3 separate regions of the Mus musculus genome follow, and all the other regions are linked to region 3. The links are chromatin contacts, called in public Micro-C and capture Hi-C maps. All regions are on one chromosome and are shown on one strand. The core of a region is the stretch at or near the end of the contact, and the rest is flanking DNA. Distances in the headings are between cores, read along the strand shown. Region 1 holds the start of Dnph1 (2'-deoxynucleoside 5'-phosphate N-hydrolase 1). Region 2 overlaps Ptk7 (PTK7 protein tyrosine kinase 7). Region 3 holds the start of Gnmt (glycine N-methyltransferase).

What was found. Hi-C and Micro-C count contacts between places; a contact is called where the count stands out from the background. Capture Hi-C pulls out chosen DNA fragments and counts their contacts.
Region 1: a capture Hi-C map of macrophages shows a contact between it and region 3, with 4 times the contacts expected there. The contact joins the promoter of Dnph1 here to the promoter of Gnmt in region 3. A contact is called at or near these places in 7 of 39 promoter capture datasets (the C10 cell line, embryonic stem cells, hematopoietic stem and progenitor cells and 4 more), 3 of 115 datasets of contacts at active chromatin or transcription factors (the 230-238 cell line, embryonic stem cells and pancreatic cancer cells) and 4 of 9 other capture datasets (adipose tissue, embryonic stem cells, liver and 1 more).
Region 2: a contact with region 3 is called in a Micro-C map of embryonic stem cells, with 2.6 times the contacts expected there. The contact joins the enhancer-like site here to the promoter of Gnmt in region 3. A contact is called at or near these places in 3 of 39 promoter capture datasets (embryonic stem cells, hippocampal neurons and macrophages), 1 of 15 datasets of contacts at CTCF or cohesin (large pre-B cells), 29 of 484 Hi-C or Micro-C datasets (B cells, CD4 T cells, ECoMG myeloid progenitors and 11 more), 8 of 115 datasets of contacts at active chromatin or transcription factors (the HPC-7 cell line, bone marrow-derived dendritic cells, embryonic fibroblasts and 1 more) and 4 of 9 other capture datasets (adipose tissue, embryonic stem cells, liver and 1 more).

What each region holds. Positions count from the first base shown.
Region 1 is chr17:46,495,438-46,498,137 of GRCm38.p6, forward strand. It overlaps Dnph1 (2'-deoxynucleoside 5'-phosphate N-hydrolase 1), which reads left to right and starts at 1,352. Exons shown (of 4, transcript NM_207161.3): 1 at 1,352-1,535. The coding sequence starts at 1,373.
Region 2 is chr17:46,593,605-46,596,345 of GRCm38.p6, forward strand. All of the region lies in intron 1 of Ptk7 (PTK7 protein tyrosine kinase 7), which reads right to left. Among named protein-coding and RNA genes, the nearest start is that of Ptk7, 35 kb to the right of the region's middle. Within about 2 kb of position 1,362, at least 51 of the 459 cell types and tissues checked have an H3K27ac peak or open chromatin away from gene starts, as enhancers often do. A contact at or near this core is called in ECoMG myeloid progenitors, differentiating embryonic stem cells, embryonic fibroblasts and 2 more, where this site is marked.
Region 3 is chr17:46,727,888-46,730,588 of GRCm38.p6, forward strand. It overlaps Gnmt (glycine N-methyltransferase), which reads right to left and starts at 1,278. Exons shown (of 6, transcript NM_010321.1): 1 at 1,059-1,278. The coding sequence starts at 1,264.

The DNA.
Region 1 (2,700 bases), core at 102-2,601, 230 kb before region 3:
TAGCCCTCGTCAGAAGAGCTTCTTTTTGCAGATTAATAGGGTCTCTCGGAGACTGTAGAGTGTTTGAATGTAAATGGGCCATCTCCATGGAAGAGTGGGTTGAAAGACAGAGGGACTGCCATGAAAACATTGTTTCTGGACATGACAGTGGGGTTACACACATAACTCATAGAAGCTATGACTGCCCGTGCACGATCAGGCTGGTCCAAACCCTACCCTGTGTGGAGAAGGGCCCCATGCCAATAGCTGAAGCGTTGCTGACAGCTAACAGCTGGTGAGGCAGGCACGACCCTGAGAGGCTGCCTGTACTTGTTCCAGTAGATGGTTCCACACCGGTGCACACATAGGTAGCACTAATGGGCTCAGTGGGTAGGGAGGGAAGCTGTAGAGATGGTTCAGTGGTTAACAGCACTGGCCACTCTCCAGAGGACCCAGGTTGGATTGTCAGCACCTGCATGGTGGCTCACTGTGTCTGTAACTCCAGTTTCAGGTTAGCTCATTGTGCTCTTTTGGCTTCTTGGGGCATCAGGCATGCACATGATGTAGAGATATAAACTCAGGCAAACCACCTGTCTTAGTTAGGCTTTTACTGCTGTGCACAGACACCATGACCAAGGCAAGTCTTATAAAAAACAACATTTAATTGGGTCTGGCTTACAGGTTCAGAGGTTCAGTCCATTATCATCAAGGTGAGAGCATGGCAGTATCCAGGCAGGCATGGCACAGGCATTGCTGAGAGTTCTACATCTTCATCCAAAGGCTGCTAGTGGAAGACTGAGTTCCAGGCAACTAGGGTGAGGATCTTATGCCCACACCCACAGTGACACACCTATTCCAACCAGGTCACACCTATTTGAACAAGGCCACACCTCCAAATGGTGCCACTCCCTGGCCCAAGGATAAACAAACCATCACAACACCTATACACATAAAATAATAAAATAATCAAAGATAATAATTATTTTAAATAATAAATAAAAATGAAGTTGGTGTAGGGGATAGAAGATGGATTGGAGGGGAGAGAGAGACTGGGTTAGATTTGATTAAAACACTACATACATGTATGAATAATAAAATATTTTTAAAATAAGTTAACAATCTTTTTTAAATTTTGGAAAGATTAATGAGAGCCAATCACAGTTGCCTATGGATCCCGTACAGAGTTTGAGAGCACTGAGATCCGTACAGAACTACTTGAATAGCTAGGAGCTGGGGAGGGGCAGGTCACGGGGAGGAGTCAGAACTAATGAGCGGGTTGGCTCGGGAAGAGCCTATCCGGGAAGAGAGCGAGCTTGAAGAAGGTCCCCTTACCTCTGGGAGTCGCTTTCCCAGGTCACGTGGTAGCGGCGGCAGCGGTTGCCCGCGCGCGGCGATGGCGGCATCCGGGGAGCTGGTTCCATGCTCTGTGTACTTCTGCGGGAGCATCCGCGGCGGGCGGGAAGACCAAGCTCTGTATTCGCGGATCGTATCCCGGCTGCGGCGCTATGGGAAGGTGCTCACTGAGCACGTGGCTGATGCTGAGTTGGAGCCGCGTGGTGAGGCGACGCGGGCTGGAGACTCGCAGGCTGGGGACCTGTAGGCTAAGGGGACCGGCTGACTAGGGACTTGCCGGATAGGAGACCCACTGGCTAGTAGACATTCAACCTGGGGAACCCGCAGCTCATGTGACCCGCAGGCTAGACCGGAGGCTAGGGGATCTGCAGACTAGGACCTCGTAATGGTTAGGGGACCGGCTGGCTATGGAAGGTCCTGGATTATATGTGTACGTTCCATGCGCAGGTCAAGTGTCCCTGTCCAGCACACTGGAAGCAAGTGACAGCCCAGACCCAGCTTTGGGCTAGCAAGGCTTTGATAAGCTGGTCTGGATAAGCACTCCTCCAGTAGGAAAGTTGTACCTAGAACTCTTGTATTTCTGCTCCAAAAACTTTTAAGTAGATCTCCCTTGCCCCATGCAAGAACAAACTCCTAAGCTGTGGACTCTAAAGCAATTCTGGGAGAATCTTTTAAAAGACAAAGAATCAATCGTAGGCAAAAAATGCCAGGGGATTGGAAAGAACCTGTTTGTGCTTATGCTTGGCTAGCGCATGGTGTGTTTTGTTGATAGTTCTCCACCTTCAGCGCCAATGTCAGCACTCTGGAGGCAGAGGGTAGGATGAGTTCCAGGCCAACCTGGGCTACAGAGTTAACCCCTGTCTCAAAGAAATGAGACAAAACAGTCTACAGAGTGTGATAGCCTGGAGAAAACCTTTGAATCTGGGTTTTCTCCCCTAGTCACTTTTCTTGCTTTTTCTTTTTCTTTTCTTTATTTTGGAAACAGGCTGTCATAAACGCACAGTGACGTCAGACTTGTAGCCAAGGATGGCCTTAGAACTCGCCATCCTCCTGCCTTCACCGCCCAAGTGCTAGAACTACAGGCACCTGCTGCTACACACAACTTGTTAGTTTGTTTTTTGAGACAGGGTCTCTCTACATATCCCTGGCCATCATGGTACTTACAGTGTAGACCAGGCTGTGTTGGAACTCACAGATTTCCCCAGCCTCTGCTCCCGGGGCTGGGATTAGTGCTATGAGCCATGATCCTCAGGCTCACAAAAGAAGTTTTAGACAGTGTGGTTCTGCTCTGCCACCTGCAGAGCCTTACCGTCCTAAACAGCAGAGTTGATTCAAACTGGAAACTGTGATCCTGGCTCTCTGACCCCA
Region 2 (2,741 bases), core at 112-2,611, 130 kb before region 3:
CAGAGAACACTGGGTGACCTGAAGAAAAATTCATGTCTAGGGTGGCTTTGGCATCAGGCGCGTTTGCCCACTTCCACCTGTGGCTGGCAGAATCAGCTCTACTCCACGGTCCTCTGCAAATCTTGGGACCCTCAACCCATAACTCCAGGATGTTCACCAAAGAGCAGAGACATCACCTATGACAGTCAGGGTGTCCAACTTGCTGCTCAGAATAGGATGAATACAGTCGAACCCAAGATTGTAAACTTGCTTAAAACACATGAGTCTTAAAAAACAAAACAAAACAAGTGTGTACGTATGCATCCATGTGTGCACACGTATGGAGAGGTCAGAGGTCAACCTCAGATACCACTCCATGTGGGCTCTGGGGATTGAACTCAGGTCTTCTGTAGGCAGATTGCCTATCTGAGGATAATTTGTTAAGAGTTGGTTCTCCCCTTCCACCATATGGGTTCTAGGAATTGAACTTGGCTTATTCACCAAGTGTGATGGTAAGGGCCAGAGGTTTAACCATCTCACTGGTTAAACGGATGAAAAAAAATGTTGGGGGGTGGGGGTGGGCAACGTGATTGCATGTGTGGGTTTTTTTATTCCCTTAAAGGCTTTTTTTTTTTTTTTTTTTTTTTTGGTTTTTCAAGACAGGGTTTCTCTGTATAGCTCTGGCTGTCCTGGAACTCACTTTGTAGAGCAGGCTGGCCTCGACCTCAGAAATCCGCCTGCCTCTGCCTCCCAAGTGCTGGGATTAAAGGCGTGTGCCACCACCGCCCGGCTGGCTTATTTTATTTTTAAGGATGTATTAGAGTGTGTTCAGCTTCAGACAGAGCCAAGTCTGATCCTGTCATGCTCCGTGTTCTTCCCACAGGAAGATCTTGTGAGCCACAATGCAGCTCTGTGTGTGTGAAAGGCCTTGACCGGAATTCACCTTTGGTAAGAGGCAACTACTGTTAAGCCCAGGAACTCTCTTCCTGCGCAAGGATTCAAACCCTCAGAATATTAGACAACTCTCCTCACGCCAAAGCTCTGGGATGTGCTAAAGCCTAGACAGACGAGCAGAGAACAACCAGATGGTGGGTGGGACAACGGGATAGGCCCTGAGGGTACAGGAGCCCCAGACCACCTGCTGCAGAAACCTGAGAAGAGCCTATGTAACTCTGAGGGACACGGCTCAGCCCCAACCCCCAGCTTTCCACATCCCCTCCTGGGATCAGGACTATGCTTCTCTAGAGCTGTGACCAGAGCCGCAGCATTCCCAGACTGCCACTCAGAGCCCCCGCCATTCCGCACCCCTATGACATGGCCTGGGAAACATCAAAGCCGGGCCTCCCAGGGGCCTCTGTCTTGACGTCAGCTCACAGCAGGTCCTGGTTAGTGCCTGGCTGGGGTACACTTAGATGTTTCCAAAGCCAGCAGAAAGGAGCCTCCGGGCTTCTCAGAGCCCCTGCTCAGTGGCCCCCACATTTGCTTAGAAGGCAGTGGGAATGTGCCCGGGCCGCCAACCTGTATGGCTCATTGTAAACATTGCTCCATCGACGTTTTGGGGAACCGGAGAGTCCCTGGCAGTGATGCCAGACCCCAGGAGCTCTTAGCTTTGTGCAGAGGCGGCTTTCGGGGGACTAAGGTGGTACCTATCCCAAGGTGGCTTCATTTCTTGTCCTTACCTCTAACTAGAGGGATGGTCTGAGAAAGGCCTTCTCTGGACTCGGGTCTCCTAAAGCTGCACTGCCTCTCTTCACTGGGCCCTGTGGAGCTGCATGCAGCACAGCAACCTACTACGTAATGGCAGCCCTACCCAGGTATAATCTGGGGGTGCCGAGACACCAGGCTGATCAGGGGCTAAGTGGATTTATGTAGCTGAGGTCCACATCTACCAGGGAACATCCAGAAAGGGAGAGGTGGGTAGGAGCTTTGCCTGTGGGCATGAGTAACCCAAGAATCTCCTTAGCAACAAGATGTAGGCAGAGCTATGTCTCTACCACAGAATCCCCAGCTCGAGCTTCAAACACCTCATGCATGAAGGCGCTTTCTGCGCCTTACCTCTGGCTCATTAACGGTCCACCACATAGACACTTACAGGACTGTACCTTTAGTCCTCTTTTTTTTTTAAAGATTTATTTATTTTATTTTATGTATGTGAGTACACTGCAGCTGTACGGATTGTTGTGAGCCTTCCTGTGGCTGTTGGGAATTGCATTTTAGGACCTCTGCTTGCTCCATTCAACCCTGCTCTCTGCGGTTGGCCCCACTTGCTCTGGTCAACTCTACTCGCTCAGTCCCTGCTTGCTCTAGCCCTAAGATTTATTTATTATTATACATAAGTACACTGTAGCTAACTTCAGACACACCAGAAGAGGGCGTCAGATCTCATTATGGATGGTTGTGAGCCACCATGTGGTTGCTGGGATTTGAACTCAGGACCTCTGGAAGAGCAGTTGGTGCTCTTAACCACTGAGCCATCTCACCAGCCCCTAGTCAGTCCTAGCCTCTTTAAAAAAAAAAAAAAAAAAAAAGCCAGGGCTGAAGAGATGGCTCAGTGGTTAAGGGAGCTTACTGCTCTTCCAGAGGACGTGAGTTCAAATCCCAGCAACCACATGGTGGCTCACAACCATCTGTAATAGGATCTGATGCCCTCTTCTGGTGTGTCTGAAGAGAGTGACAGTGTGGTCACATTAAATCAATCAATCAATCAATCAATCAAAGAAGAAGGAGGAGGAGGAGAAGGAGAAGAAGAAAAAGAGAATGAG
Region 3 (2,701 bases), core at 28-2,527:
TTTCAAAATTTAATTTCATGTGTCGTGCCTGAATATGTGCATCATGTGCATACCTTGTGTCTGCAGACCCCAGAGAGGGTGCTGGGCACCAAATTTGGGTCCTCTGTAAGAACATGTGCCATCTCCCCAGCTGCCTCTTATTAGAAACAGGGTCTCCTAATGTAGCCCTGCAGGGCCTGGAACTCACAGAGAGCCACCTATTTAGGACTCCCTGAGTGCTGGGATTAAATATATGTGCCACTACTCCTGACATCAACACATTTTTTTTTATTTTTAATTATGTCTGTATGTGTAGTACATGTGAGTACAGTGCCCTCCACGGCCAGAAGGGAGCGCTAACCTCCCCCTGGAACGGAATTCCAGGCGATTATGAGCCACCTGATGCAGATGCTAGGCACTGAGAGCCTGTCTTCTGCCAGAGCCTAAGGGGCTCTTAGTAGTCGGACCATCTCACCGGCTCAATGGCTTTTTGTTGTTGTTTTTGTTTTTAAATCATAGTCAGGCATTCTACAAAAGTGCACTTGAGAACCTGGCATACTGGTGCTCCTGGAAATATCTCAGTCAGAGGTGTCCGTGAGTTCTGGGCTGAGTCGGGAGTGTGGGCCAGACACTATCCTGGTCTGTATCCTCTCCACCAAATGGGGGCCTTTTACCTCTTGGAAATGACTTTTTCTTTAGTACTACTGGTTGGAGAAAAGCGCTGCTCACCTCGTGGGGTTTTGTTACAGCTTGCAACACACGTACCCAAACTCCTGGCACAGCACTTGGCTGTGCAAACGTGCTACAAATGTTCTGTTCACACTGCCAGAGGCCAATCGCAGGAGGAACAGCGCCGGAGCCAAGGATCCACCTTGACCCAAAGCTCGGATTTTGCTCTGTCCCATGAATCCTTCTCTGCGCACACCCTGGCCCCTTCCCGCACTGTTTCGGCAGATGCTCTCCCATGCCCATACTACCCTGATGAGCAAGGGCTCTTGACCCCCTAGTACTGCCTGCCAGGCTCCAGCCCGCAGAGGCTGCCCAGACTGGCCTAAGCAGGCCGGCCCGTTTGGACTCACCCTGTGCCACAGGCTACGTCCAGCACCCTGTGGCACCCGTGCTGGCGCAACAGCCCAAGCAACCACGCCTTGTACTCTGCGGTACGGCTGCGGGTGTCCCCGATGTACAGCTGCCACACACGTGCGGCCTCCCCATCTGCATACTGGTCCGGGAGCCCTTCGGCCGCCACCCCCAGGGAGCGGGTACGGTACACGCTGTCCACCATCCTGACCGGCGCCTGGCTCTCAGGCCACGCGATCCGCACTTATAATCCTCTGGCAAGGCAGTCCCACCTGGCCAATGGCAGGTGAGAGCAGGGACACGCCCCTGCTGGGCCCTGGGCCCAGAGCCAGGCTTGCTGCCTCTGCCTTGAGGATGGCTCAGCACAGCAATCCTGGACCTGGCTTAGTAAGACAGGTCAGATAGGACTCGCCAGGGTGGCCGGGAGGAACTCACAAAGTAAAGCAATGAGAGATCACTCCACCCCTACCCAAGGAGGAAGGGGAAGAAGCCTGAAATCCACCCAAAACAGAATTATTACATGCCCAGCCCAGCACAGTGTCTACACAACACTGCTTATCATTTAGTGGAGGGAACACTCCGCTAAAGAGAGCCACTGTGTCGGGACATTATGAACAGTCTTTGAGAAAGATGCCCATCCAAGTACAAGAGTACACCTGGAGATAGGCGTGTCTCTCTTCCCCTCCCCCATACCAGCCAGGAGCCTCCTAAGGTAGCCTGGGCCTTCCAATCCATGGGCTTTATACTCTGCAATCTCTTAAAGGCTGGGTGTAGTAAGGTGAGACAGGAGGATTATTAGTGCTCAATGAATTAGTGAACAATGTGGGAGACATAGCAAGCCTTCCATCTGCTTTCCATGGGAGCACCTTCAGAGAGGAAAGTTGGGGGTCGGCAGGGAAGGTGCTCATGGCGCCCGCTCGGGCTAGCGTCACTGTATAACCTGAGGGTCCGTTTCGTGTTACCCGCTCACCCTTTTTACCCCACCAAGGACAAGATCCCAGCCGGGCTAAAGTCGGCTCTGGAAGATGCGTGTGAGCGACGAGAAGCCTGCCCCGCCTGCCCTGCCTGCCCACACACTTCCAACTCTGTGAACACTCGTTACGTGGAAAGAAGAGAGAAGACAGGGAGCATCCCGCCCGCCCGCCCGCCCGCCCTCCCTTCGCCTTCCCAATGCAGGGTGAACCCTGGAGATGGAAGGAGGCCCACAGTTGTGTGACTTAACCTTCTTATAGTAGGTATGGCTGTTTTGACTTCATAGATGTCAGTATGTGTCTGACGCCCGTGGAGCCCAGAATCGAGAGCTTCAGATACCCTGAACCTGCAGTTGTAGACAGTGGGGAGCCACTCGGTGGTGCTGAGGACACTGAACCCCACAGAGGACCAAGTGGTTTGTTTGGTTTGGTTTGGTTTTTGTGAGAAAGGGTTTCTCTGGCTGTCCTAGAATTCACTCTGTAAACCAGGCTGGCCTCGAACTCAGAGATCCGACTGCCTCTGCCTCCCAAGGGCTAGGGCTAAAAGCGTGCGCTACGACCCTAGCTGCAGATAGGGCTTTTAATGGCTGACCTATCTCTCCAGCCCATATTTTTTAACTTTTGTTAGCACAGCGCCAATCTCAAATGGTTCTGACCAGGCTCAGTCTTGG